Linked DNA regions of Oryctolagus cuniculus: all the other regions are linked to region 3. The links are chromatin contacts, called in public Micro-C maps. All regions are on one chromosome and are shown on one strand. Each heading gives the region's core, a stretch centred on a gene start, on an enhancer-like site or on the middle of the called end of the contact. The rest is flanking DNA. Distances are from core to core; before and after follow the strand shown.

Region 1 (4,312 bases), core at 1,333-3,832, 160 kb before region 3:
AGAGAGAGAGAGAGAGAGAGAGAGAGAGAGGGAAAGGTCTTCCTTCCATTGGTTCATCCCCCAAATGGCCGCTACAGCCGGCGTGCTGCGCTGATCCGAAGCCAGGAGCCAGGTGCTTCCTCCTGGTCTCCCATGCAGGTGCAGGGCCCAGGCACTTGGGCCATCCTCCACTGCACTCCCGGGCCACAGCAGAGAGCTGGACTGGAAGAGGAGCAACCGGGACAGAACTGGCGCCCCAACCGGGAATAGAACCTGTGGTGCCGGCACCGCAGGCAGAGGATTACCCTAGTGAGCCATGGCGCTGGCCCAAGTTTATTCTCTTTTTAAGAAGGATTTATTTTTATTTATTTGAAAGACAGAGTTAGAGAGAGAGAAAGAGAGAAAGAGAGAAAGAGAGAGAGAGAGAGAGAGAGAGAGAAAGATCTTCCATCAGTTGGTTCACTCCCCAAATGGCTGCAAAAGTCAGGGCTGGACCAGACTGAAGCCAGGAGCCAGGCGCTTCTTCTGGTCTCCCACATGGGTGGCAGGGTCCCAGATACTTGGGCCATCCTCTGCCATTAGCAGGGAATTGCCAGTACTAAAACCAGCACCCATATGGGATGTCAGTGTCGCAGGCAGTGGCTTTACTCACTCTGCCACAGTCCTGGCCCCTAAAGTTCATGCTTATTTGAAGGGGCCGGGTGGGGGTGGGGGATAGAAAGAGTTCTATCCAGTGATTCACTCCCTAAATTACAACAGTTGGAGCTGGACCAGGCTGAAGCCAGGAGCCAGGAACTCCAGCGGGGTCTCCCATGTGTGTGGAAGAGGCCCATGTATTTGAACCATCACCTGCAATCACCCAGGGAACACATGAGCAGGGAGCTGGATTGGAAGTGGAGGCGGGGCTGATCTCAGGCATTCCAATATGGGATGTGGGCGTCCCAAGCAGCAGCTTAACCTGCTGTGCTGCAGTGCCTGCCTGAGGGATATGCAATTTAATTAAAAGAACAAAAATAAATTTATAACCAAAGAGGAAGCATACAGAATGCTTGTATATGCTTTGAAATGTCTGAAAATTCTACTGTTACTTTCTAAAGGTGCTAAAGAGATTGAGATAAACATAGGCTATGAAAAACTATGTCATCATGCTATACTTAACCAGATGGTCAAAAGGTTAAGAGTTTAGACAGTAAAAGTGTAAGTGCTGAAACTTAGTCCTTGATTACTGAAGAAGAAAGCGGCCAGTTACAATAACCAACAGTCACTGAATTATTACTATGTGGCACTCTGTTAACTTGACAACTCTATTGGAATAGTGGTGTTATCTTAATTTTAAAGCCACAAACCTAGGAAGTAAATGGAAAAAGTTTGCTCCCAGATTCTCAGAGCCATTATGCTGTCAGAACACCCTACATAGACACTCTTAAGAAGCGCCTATGACTTTCAAGTTCGTTTAAAAAATATATTTAAGGGTAATGAATTCATTGCCCTTTTTGCTACCAATGGCATCTTACAATTAGGGAGTATGGTAAACACTTGCCTTGTGGAGTCAAGTTGAGAATCAGCTCATGAATACGTTAAAGTGCTTCTGGAAAAAGTGTGGAGCAAAGGGGCAGGTGTTGCACGGCGGGGCACATGAAGCCCGGTCTTCAGACGGGCCTCAGGGCACGGAGAGAGGAGTCAGCGAGGAGAGAGCCGTCTGCTGCGGCTCTGGGAACAGTTCCTCCACAGAGACGCCCTGCCCCTCGCAGCTGTGTGCCTCCTTCTGCTCTTTCCACGCCCATCCCAAACGCCAGCTCTTGCAGGAAGTACGGGGGAGCAGTTTCCAGATTATTAATCGATGGAACCAGGACGTGAAATATGACTTTTATCATTAAAGTTGCCCCCTCTCCTCTCTTGGCCTCAGTTTCTCTGAACTGAAAGTCGTGGTTTAGCCAGTCTCTTCCTTTATAATTTTTACCCCTCACCCCTTCAGATTTTTGCCAAAGCTGCTTTGAAGAGCAAATCTGCCTCCTCAGACCTGCAGGAGGCGGCTCCTCAGCGTTGGCAGCTCAGCAGGGCGGGGCTGGGAAAGCAGGAGAAGAGGCGGAGGCTCCGAGGGAAGCGCGGGGCGCAGTCACGTGACTTCCTTCCCAAGGAGCCTCGGCTGCAGGCCTCCCAGCAACCGATGCGTCCCGCCTAACGACGCCTGCGCATCTCGGTTGGCCGTCGGGAGCGGTTGTGGCAAGGAGGTGCCCACGGTCGCGCTCTTCATTGGTCCGGGCAACCGTCGCTCAGGTGTGTTGCCGGAGCGCCCGCAGGCGGTGCTGCCGGAAGCCCCGCCCATTGGCCGCCGGGTTCGTGGCTGGCTGGCCGCGGCTGTCACTCCGGGGCCGTTTCCCTGAGGCCAGCGCTCTGCTGGGGGCGGGAGGAAGAGGGGCCGGACTGGGGCCTGAAGAGCCGTCGCTGTCTTCGCTGCTGCTATGACCAGCGGCCGAGGCGCCCTCCGCAGTCCCGCGCAGCGCTCGTAGCGGCCGAGCTCCCGCCGAAGCCGTCCGGGTCCCCAGCGTGGCCGCTCCCGCGGCCCCTCGGCTCTTCCGTCGCCGCGCGCTAGGCGAGGCGGAGGCAGGATGAAGATGACGGTGGATTTCGAGGAGTGTCTGAAGGACTCACCCCGCTTCAGGTAGCCAGCACGGCCGCCCGGCGCCCGGCCGGCGTCGCCCGGGAGCGGCCTCCCCAGCGGTGGGGGCGTGAGAGCCGGCCCGCGGAGCGGGCGGAGGGCCGGGCAGTCCTTGTCTTCCGACGGGCGAGCGTGCCCCGACGAGGGCACTGCAGCCCCCGACCGACCTTTCCCGAGGGGCCAGGCGTGGCCGGCAGCGGGCCGCCGCCTCCTTACCCCCGCACCCCTGCACCCCCTCACCCTCTCTTCCTCGCCCTCTGCCCGGGGCGGAGCGCCCGCGTTCCCGAAGTCTCGGCCCCTCGCGGGCGCGCGCCCTGGCCCCTTCCTCCGCCCGCTGCTCTTCCTCTCCTCTTCCTTCCGCTCCCTCTCGGCTTCCACCCCTCCCCACCGCCTTGCACGGAGCTCTCAGGGCATTCTCTCGCCCCTCACTTAGTTCCTCTTTGCGCTTTTCCGCTCCTCTTACCCGCGGGCGGGGGCCGTGGGGAGCGAGGTGGGACGCGGGCTTGAGCTGCTTCGCTCTCCGGAGGGCGCCGGCGGCCGGTTCCTGTGGGAGTCCTGGCGCCCTGATCGGCGACCGTCCGCTTTTCTGTCCACTCGAGCTCTCCGAAGAGGCACTGCTGCCCAGGGGTGCAGGGCTTCGGGGTGAGGACGAGGAGAAACCAAGCGTGCGTTTCTGCTTTGAGAACGGAAGTAGGAGGGCCCCGAAGGCTGCGTTTGCATTGCTTTCCCGCTGCCGGGTCCGGGAGGGCCTCGACCGCGGGCGGTGCGCGAGGGGACCTGTCACTTACCCTGCCGTGGTGGCATTCCGGTCACCCGCGGGAGAGGCTGCCGGCCGGAGGCGGGCTAGGGAGGCTCTTTCCCTCCGGAGCGTTCTAGCAAACTCGTGAATTGCTTTGCAGAGTGGAGTTTGTCTAGGTTGTGTTTTTATCGTGTGTTTACAGGGCTGGCCTAAGGTCTTAAAAAAAGGGGGGGGGGGTGGAGGCATAAAACTTACGATAGTGGCATTTCCTGAAAGTTTCCTCTGTGCTTGGATGTAGCGGGGTCTTTAAGAACTTATAGACAAAGTGTATCCTGAAAACACTATGCATAGATGTCCAGTTTTGCACGCAAGCTTATTTTAATTCCTTTTTCCCACGAACTTTTTAAAGTGCCCTCATACGTGTGTTCCCGCTGATCTCTCAGCCTGAATTCTAAGTCCTAGTGCCGTCTGCCTGGAAGCGAACTTCCCATCCTGACTGTTCATTCTCCTTCCGGTGAAAAGTTTAAGAAAAAGAATTGTAAAACTAAGGAACTCTTAACAGTTTAAAGAAGATATAACAACACTTTCTGCCTTTGATGATTTTGGGGTGTTCATTTTCTTTGGAGCTTAGGGCTGTTGCCTACAGAAAACAACACTTGGACTTGCTGTTGTTGTCATTCGCTTTTGAAAGTTTTAGTCTCTGCATGAATTGAAGGACTTAAGACAAACAGCTTGGATTGTGTAGGACAGCTTTTCAGGTTAGTTTTCAGGGCAGTGTGTCAAATGAAGTATTTTTTAAAGTGTACCTTAGAAAGTTATGCTTTTTGTAAGTTTTTTTAATATGACTCAGCTATTTTAAGTGATCACAGCATTTTTCTCTTAGGGAATGTAACTGTGCTCTTTGTTTTACCTTTTAAGTTTGGTTCTTCAAAAAA
Region 2 (4,172 bases), core at 459-2,958, 220 kb before region 3:
CAGTCCGACTGGTGGCGGATGAACTTCTTGGTCCTCTTTTTGACGATCTTGGGCTTCACCAGGGGTCTGAGGGCGGCCATGGTGCCTGCCCTTAGTACTACGCAGAAAACTCGAAATTTTTTCTGAAATGAAACCCACACCTATACCTGTTAACCAACTCTCTCCATCTTACCTCCAAACATTCTCAAACCACCCCCAGGCTCTGGTAACCACTGTTGTACTCTCTGCTTCTATGAGATCAGCTTTTTATTGGAAATCAGAGATCTTTGCAAATAAGGAATTATAACTCAGTGCTTTGTCACTTTAGTTATTTATTTGCTATTTGAAAGGCAGAGTTAGAATCTTCCATCTGCTTGTTTATTCCCCAAATGGCTATGAAAGCTTGAACTGGGCATGGCCAAAGCCAGGATTCTAGAACTCTATCAAGATCTTCCCTTGCTTTCCCAGATACATTATTAGGGAGCTGAATCAGAAGTGGAGCAGCCGGGACCCATATGGGATGCTGGTGTCACAGGCAACAGCTTAACCCTCTCCACCACAATACAAGCCCCACTTGTCACTACTTAAAAATTATATAAGTCTGCTATGTACATGAGAGAATGTTTCCTGTTTTTTTATATATATATATATATGAATTTATTTATTTATTTGAAAGTCAGAGTTACACAGAGAGAGAAGAGGCAGAGAGAGAAAGAGAGAGAGAGATGTCTTCCATCTGATGGTTCACTCCCCAGATGGCCGCAATGGCTGTAGCTGGGCTGATCCGGAGCCAGGAGCTTCTTCTGGGTCTCCCACTCAGGTGCAAGACTTGGGCCATCCTCTACTGCTTTCCCAGGCCATAGCTGGATCAGAAGAGGAGCAGCTGGGACTAGAACCAGCGCCCATATGGGATGCCAGTGCTTCAGGCCAGGGCTTAACCCGCTGCACCATGGCACCGACCTCCTGTTTATATATTAAAACTATGATATAGTTCTTGACCTAGAATTAACCACTGTTAATTGTTGTTTAGTATTTTGCATATGTGCTTGTATATGTATGTGTACAGGCTTTGTACATAATATGTATATGGTATTATAACATGCTTTTTTTCCCCCATTCAACTCCTGATGAGGAAATATATTTAAATTCTATCTCAAATATAATTCTTTTTTTTTAAAGATTTATTTATTTTTCACTTGAGAGTCAGAGTTACACAGAGAGAGAGAGAGGAGAGAGGAGAGAGAGAGAGAGAGGTCTTCCTTCTTATGATTCACTCCCAATTGGCTGCAACGGCCAGAACTGCACCGATCCGAAGCCAGGAGCCTCCTCCGGTTCTCCCATGTGGGTGCAGGGGCCCAAGTACCTGGGCCATCCTCCACTGCTATCCCAGGCCATAGCAGAGAGCTGGATTGCAAGTGGAGCAGCCGGGACTAGAACTGGCATCCGTGTGGGATGCTGACGCCCCAGGCCAGGGCGTTAACAACTCTTACTCCTGTCTTCTCTTGAGATACACTTGAACAATTTAAAGCAGCAGTTAGCAAACTTTTCTGTAAAGCACCAGGTAGTAATATTTTAGATTTTGTTGTCTGCAGTGTTTTTGCAAACTACTTAACTCTGCCATTGAGCACAAAAACAGCATTAAACATGATGAAAACAAACATGACTTTCCCAGTAAAACTTAGTCTCTTGAGCTGAGACTTTCTGAGCTTGTTTTTTTGGTATCTTACAGAAAAAAAGCGACAATTTGAAATGAAAAGGAAGCTTCACTACAATGAAGGACTAAATATTAAATTAGCTAGACAGTTAATTTCGAAAGACCTACATGATGATGAGGAAGATGAAGAAATGTCAGAGACTGCAGATGGAGAAAGCATGAATACAGAAGAATCAAATCAAGGTTTGATGTTTTGAAAGTATCACTGAGACTTTTGATCCTCTCCGTCTTAGATATAATTTGATTTAAAATTGCAGGAGAAAACTCATATTTTATTGTGATGCTGAATGTTTCTAAAATTTCAACTCCTGTGGCAAATTTCAAAAAAGTTTTTAAAGAGTATTTGTTAACTTAAGACCATATGTTATAGTATGTGGCTTTGTTTTATGATCTACTTGGCTTTGGACAAGGATATCTGTCATCTTTAAATTGTAGTTTGTTTTAAATGTTTTCAGGTCATATTTTGTCATAATGAGCTAATGAAAACTTAAAATTTTTAAAAGAAACATGATGGAGTTTTTGTTTTCATTTTTTATTTATGTAAGAGACAGAAAGCTCCCATCCACAGATTTATTCCACAAATGCCCACAAGGGCCAAGACTGTGCCAGGCCAAAGCCAGGCATTCCTTCCAAGTCTCCAATATGGGTGGCAGGAACCCAGTTAATTGAACCATCATCATTGCCTCCCAGGGTCTATGTTAGTGGGGAATAAGGAGGCCGAGTGGTGAATCAAACCCAGGCACTCTGATATGGGATGCAGATGTCTTTGCTACATTGGTGTCCATCCCAGCAACAGATATTTAATGTGAAAGATTTCTTTTACATCCCTTTAGTTGGAGAGCATGTCATATCTTTCCAATGTTAATTCTCTTGGCTGTTGGATTGGCAGTCTATGTGATTTTTTTTAAGTCTTTTGAAAACCAGCCCTTTGTAGCGACTCTTTCCCAGTCATAGGAAGTAGATTTTACTTATTTACTATTCTGAAGGTGAATCTTCTTTACCACTAATGACTTTTTAAGCTTATTACCTACTCTTCATATTTAAACACTGATGCTTTTCGTTGGTGGTGCAACTTACTTTATTTATGACGCTGAGAATGGTTAAGTCTTAGGAAAGTAAACTATCATGTTATTGTCCTGGTGAGCATAGTATGAAATATGAGTAATTCTGTGATACAAACTGGTGAGTCACTGACTCATAATAGTGTCAGATTATAATATTTTTGGTTATTCATGTTAAGTAGTAGTTATTACATGTCTGTCTGCCTTTTAAAAATATATAATCCATTTTTAGATGACCTATATCTCCCATATAACTGCCTTGGAGTCTTTGTTTTCTATTTTACCCGTGTCCTTATGGTTTCTTTTGGTGTATTCAAGTGAATAGTTTCAACTTTTCATCAATTTCTATTCAGACTTCCGACATTAACTCTTAGTGACAATGGTAAGACTATGAATACCCCTCTTGCTGCTGGAAATTTACACCTGCACCAGTGCTTTCCTGTCCAGTCCTGTCCTGTCCTGTCCTTTCTTTTCAATTTCTTTTTTAAAAAAGATTGATGTATTTATTTGAAAGGCAGAGTTACAGAGAGAATCTTCATTGCCCTGTTGCTTCCCAAATGGTCACAATGGCCAGAGCTGGGCCAGACTGAAGTCAGGAACCAGGAGTTTCATTCAGGTCTCCCACTTTTAGGTGGCAGGGGCCCAAGAACTTCGGCCATCTTCTACTGCTTTCCCAGGCACATTAACAGGGAGCTGGATTGCAAGTAGAGCACCCAGGAATCAAACCAGTGCCCAGATGTAATGCCAGTACTGCAGGCTGCAGCTTTGCCTGCTGCGCCACAACTCAGGCCCCTCTTTTCCATTTTTTAAGCCATGACCTTTTTTTTTTTTTTTTTTTTTTTTTCAATTTGACAGGGAGAGCTAGACAGTGAGAGAGAGAGAGACAGAGAGAAAGGTCTTCCTTCTGTTGGTTCACCCCCCCAAATGGCCGCTAAGGCCGGCTGGCTGCGCCGATCCGAAGCCAGGAGCCAGGTGCTTCCTCCTGGTCTCCCATGGGGTGCAGGGCCCAAGCACTTGGGCCATCCTCCACTGCCTTCCCGGGCCACAGCAGAGAGCTGGACTGGAAGAGGAGCAGCCAGGACTAGAACCCGGCACCCAAATGGGATGCTGGCGCCGCAGGCGGAGGATTAACCAAGTGAGCCACGGCGCCGGCCCCAAGCCATGACTTTTAAAATATAACTGTGGCCTTTTGTCCATCTCTGCCTGTAAGACATTAAATCTTGCACAATACTTATCTATATTTTTCTTTGTAAGTTAGATGATTAAAATTTGTATTCACTCAGTGCCTGATTTTTCTTCAGTAGAGATGTACTCCTACCATAGGAGTATTTCCTACTTAGTATCATAAAGAAATCTACAAGGGTAGGAAAAACAACATAATTAGGCTGAGGGAAGTAAGTTTCTTATTTATTAGCTAC
Region 3 (4,473 bases), core at 1,409-3,908:
TCTTGAACTACTGTTTCAGTTTCCAGTGAACAATTTACTTCAGAAGGTGTAACATTACCTTTTCTTTATGGGCAAAGAGCTGGGAATGATCATCTCCAATGGAAATAAAACTAGCCTGAGTATTTTCCTGATTTACTATGTAATGTTGTTATTCCTATGTAATATTGTTACTCCACAAATCCTAGGAGTCAGTGATCTTAAAAAGTTCTCAAAAAATTTTGTTGAATAAACCCTAGAATAAGTGGCAGAAGGAAATAATACCTTGTTGATATAGATGTAATTTATTAGTAATTAGAATGTTTATTTTTTTAAAGTTTAAGATGTGTTTACATTTTAAAAAATTTTAAGATTTATTATATTTATTTAAGAGAGTTAGAGGTAGAACCAGAGAGAGAGAGAGGTCTTCCATACACTGGTTCACAACCCAAATGGCGGCAACAGCCAGAGCTGAGTTGAGGTGATCCAAAGCCAGGAGCCAGGAACTTCTTCTAGGTCTCCCACGCGAATGCAGGGGCCCAAGGACTCAGGCCATCTTCTACTGCTTTCCCAGGCCACAGCAGAGAGCTGGATCAGAAGTGGAGCAGCTCGGACTCTATAACTGGCATCCATATGGGATGTCGGTGCTACGGACCAGTGCTTTAACCCATTGTGCCACAGTGCTGGCCCCATTAGAATGTAATAAAAGCTATAGATGTTGCTATGGAAATTCTGGAAGACATGTATTAATGGCTTAATAGAGATTTGGAGTTGAGTATTTATAAATACTCCAGAAAAGCTGCAGGTGCTAAATTATTATTGTACATGTTCGATACTTAGGCTTTAAAGGTTTGGTGTCTGTAGCATCGTTTATTATTTCTGAAGCATTAACCACAGTTACAATTTTTTAAAAATGATTTATTTATTTGAAAATGCAGAGTTAGGGAGAAACACAAAGAAATCTCCAATCCACTGGTTCACTCCCCAGATGGCTTCTTGGAACGCCATCTGGGTCTCCCATGTGGGTGCAGGGGCAGGAGCACTGGAGCTATCTTCTGCTTTCCCAGGCACTTTAGCGGGTAGGAGGATTGGAAGTGGAGGTGGCAGGGCTCCAACCGGCACTCAAATGGGATGTTAGCATTGTAGGCGGCAGCTTCAGCCTCAGCACAATGCCTGCCCCTTGTAATGCTTTTCATCCTTTTTCTCATAACCCTTTGAGGCAAACACTAGTATTAGATCCATTTTACATATGGTGTAATTGCAGTTCAGGGCCTTGCCTAAGCCTAACAACTTAGAGTGGCATAGCTCATGTTCCAGCCTGGACTGTCCACTCCAGAGCTTGCTCTCTTAACCAGAGTTGGGTGCTGAAACAGGGCTGGAGTAACTGGTTTTAAAAAGCTTGGGTCTGGGGAAGCAGTAAGACTTGGAATGAGATTATGGCTCCCTTAGGTGCTGATTAGACTTGGGTAATTAAGTCTGCATTTCCTTGAATATAAAATACTTCTACCTCATAGTGTTGTCTGTTACTGGTTTTTTTCAAAATGAGTTGTACGTATTGAACTTGTTAGGCCTGTTTCAGCTGCTGCAACTGAAAGGAGCAAGTGTTAAGAATGAGATGCGAGACTGGCATTGTGGCTTAAGTGGCTGCCTGGGATGCCTGTGATCCAGTCCCACCTAAGACTTCTGATCCAGCTTCCTGTTACTGTGCACCCTGGGAGACAGCAGGCCATGTCAAGTACTTGGTTGGGTGGATGGAGAGTTTCTGGCTCCTGGCTTCAGCTCTGCTCTGGGTGTTACGGGCATTTGGGGAGTGAACTGACCGCTGGAAGGCTGATCTCTCACTTTCAAATACAGTGAAGTTTAATAGATGAATTGTAGTTCTGGGAAAGGTGGGTTTCACTCACACTTTGAGAAGTAATGACATGGCATCACAAACTGGTAAGAGATCAGTCTGTGTATTCGTCCATGCACTTTGACTTCTTTCAGACATGCAAACTACTTGTCCATGGTTAATTCAACACTATCGTATATCATCAATTTAAAGAAGATCGAAATTAATGAGTTTCCGGTTGGCCGTGTCCAGCTCGAGGGTCCAAACTGCCGTTGGCTGTGTGTGGGCAAGTTACTGAGCCTCGGTTAAGGCCCTTTGTAAAGTGTTGAGGTCGGTCTGAAAACCACAAAGGAACAGATCTCAGGCGTTACTCGGCGAGGGCTCTGAGAATGACCGCGAGGTCCCCCTGCAGGCAGCCCCCTCTGCCGCTGGCTGGGGAGGCAATTTCCACCGCACTACTAGGACCGTGCTAGCTTAAATCCCCTAGCCCCATTCACGATGTGTAAAGCTTCCAGGAAACCAGGAAAGACGCAGGGTTCAGGAGACAAAACTTCTCCCTCTTACTGCATCCGGGAGAGTGCTAACCAAAGGTTCCTTTCAGGCCCAGAGTAGGCGTGTAGCCTCCGGTGCTGGGCACATCGCAGCGCCACTTCTCAGCCTACCCGCCAACCCTCCGGCTTCCAATCCCTCTGAACCTAGGACCCAGGGGCTTCCGGGTACGCCCCGACCCCGCCTCTCCGCGCACCAGCACCCGCCATTGGCTGTGGGCGGCTCGACCCCGCCTCCACAATGGCCGCCGCCTGCCGCCGCGGCCCCTAAGAGGCTGCGGGGTTGCTGGTCTCCACGACCCATTCCCGGCTGCTGGGGCCGCCTGCTTGTGGCGCATGGGTCTTCTCCTAGGCGGGTCCCCATGCGCTCGGGCCATGGCGCGCTTGGGCGCTGTGCGCTCCCACTACTGCGCGCTGCTGCTGGCCGCGGCGCTCGCCGTCTGTGCCTTCTACTACCTGGGCTCGGGTCGGGAGACCTTCTCCAGCGCCACCAAGAGGCTGAAGGAAGCCCGCGCCGGGGCCCCCGCCGCGCCCTCGCCGCCTGCGCCGGAGCTGGCGCGCGGCTCTGTGGCGCCGGCAGCGGGCGCCAAGGCCAAGAGCCTGGAGGGCGGCGGGGCCGGGCCGGTGGACTACCACCTGCTGATGATGTTCACCAAGGCGGAGCACAATGCTGCGCTGCAGTCCAAGGCCCGCGTTGCGCTGCGCTCGCTGCTGCGCCTCGCCAAGTTCGAGGCACACGAGGTACTTAACCTGCACTTCGTGAGCGAGGAGGCCAGTCGCGAGGTGGCCAAGGGCCTGCTGCGGGAGCTACTGCCGCCCGCCGCCGGCTTCAAGTGCAAGGTGAGCGGGGCCACAGCTGGGGGCTCCTGGCGGGTGGCCCACGCCCGTCCTGGATACCATGCTGCGCGCTCCTGGAACAGCTGCGGGCAACAGCGGAAGGGGCTTCGTCGCCCTCCGCACTTCCAACGCCGGTAGCCCAATGCCCGCAGCCCAGCTCTAAATGTAGCCTGCTGGAGGCCTCGTCCGGGGGGCGTGTCCGGGGCCAGACGCGCTTGGCTGGTGCAGGAGGGGAGTGAGGGGTTCGTAGGCCGCCTTGCTTTCCTCTCCCACGTGAAGCGCTGCCCCGGGAGCGTGAACACGCCCCCACTGGGCGGCGTGGCAGGGTTCAGTGGCGCCTTCGGAGTCTGCTCCTCGTATTATGCCCTTCTGAGGACGGAACTGACCATTTGAGGGCACCAGCTGTTAGCCCGTCACGTTCAGCTCCGCATGGCCTTGGTGAGGCTCCTAAGGTATCTCAGTCGGGTCTGGCCACACCTCGTGCGAACTGTCTCATTTCCTCTCTGGTGCCCTCTCCTGCCCTTTAAGGGTCATGAATCCATTCAGAGAAAGCGCCGCTTCCTCCAGCTAAGCCAGAAGAAGCTCTGAGAGGTCGCAGTATGATGAGCTGGGAGAGCAGAGCTGGCCACCTTGTCCTGGGCTGGGCCCTCAGGTCAGCTCATGTGCCTGGCTCTGCTTGGCTGAGACTCGTGTGAATTGCCTCCATCAGATGGTTGCCTCCTTTTGACCTAAAAGTTACACAGAGGGGATCTAAGGTCGAATTTTTGGATAGGAGTGGAAGGTGGGCATAAAGAATGGAGGCTGATGTGAGTGGGGGAAGGTGGTGCCAGTGATTTGGCCAGGTGGGTAGCTCAAGGGAGCCACTGCTAGGATTCTGCAGCGTCCCACGGCCTGCCGTGGCTCCTTGTGGCCTGCGGAGTCAAACCTCAATTTCTTGGTAGGGCTGTCTGTGTTGTGAGCCTGACCCTCCATCTGGCTTTGTCTCTTCTCCTTCCTCTGCATGCACCTATCATCTTTTTTTTTTTTTAAGACTTATTTATTTTATTTGACAGTCACAGTTACACAGAGAAGGAGAGGCAGAGAGACAGAGAGAGAGGTCTTTCATCTGCTGGTTCACTCCCCAATTGGCCACAATGGCTGAAGCTGTGCTGATCTAAAGCCAGGAGCCAGGAGCTTCTTCCAGGTCTCCCACGTAGGTGCGGGGGTCCAAGGACTTAGGTCATCTTCTACTGCTTTCCCAGGCCATAGCAGAGAGCTGGATCAGAAGAGGAGCAGCTGGGA

Evidence for each region. A called contact is a pair of places that touch in the nucleus more often than the background predicts.
Region 1: a contact with region 3 is called in a Micro-C map of ear pinna, with 5 times the contacts expected there. The contact joins the promoter of ACAP2 here to the promoter of XXYLT1 in region 3. A contact is called at or near these places in 2 of 6 Hi-C or Micro-C datasets (ear pinna and psoas muscle).
Region 2: a Micro-C map of ear pinna shows a contact between it and region 3, with 5 times the contacts expected there. The contact joins the promoter of LOC100338504 here to the promoter of XXYLT1 in region 3. A contact is called at or near these places in 4 of 6 Hi-C or Micro-C datasets (ear pinna, embryonic fibroblasts, skin fibroblasts and 1 more).

What each region holds. Positions count from the first base shown.
Region 1 is chr4:84,150,820-84,155,131 of mOryCun1.1, forward strand. It overlaps ACAP2 (ArfGAP with coiled-coil, ankyrin repeat and PH domains 2), which reads left to right and starts at 2,583. Exons shown (of 23, transcript NM_001082174.1): 1 at 2,583-2,641. The coding sequence starts at 2,589. LOC108177995 (a long non-coding RNA gene) reads right to left here and starts at 2,054. Exons shown (of 4, transcript XR_011387985.1): 1 at 1,520-2,054.
Region 2 is chr4:84,093,813-84,097,984 of mOryCun1.1, forward strand. It overlaps LOC100338504 (large ribosomal subunit protein eL32), which reads right to left and starts at 1,709. Exons shown (of 1, transcript XM_051818932.2): 1 at 1-1,709. The coding sequence starts at 80. PPP1R2 (protein phosphatase 1 regulatory inhibitor subunit 2) reads left to right here. Exons shown (of 6, transcript NM_001082744.2): 5 at 1,709-1,876.
Region 3 is chr4:84,313,204-84,317,676 of mOryCun1.1, forward strand. XXYLT1 (xyloside xylosyltransferase 1) reads left to right here and starts at 2,659. Exons shown (of 4, transcript XM_008266698.4): 1 at 2,659-3,195. The coding sequence starts at 2,692.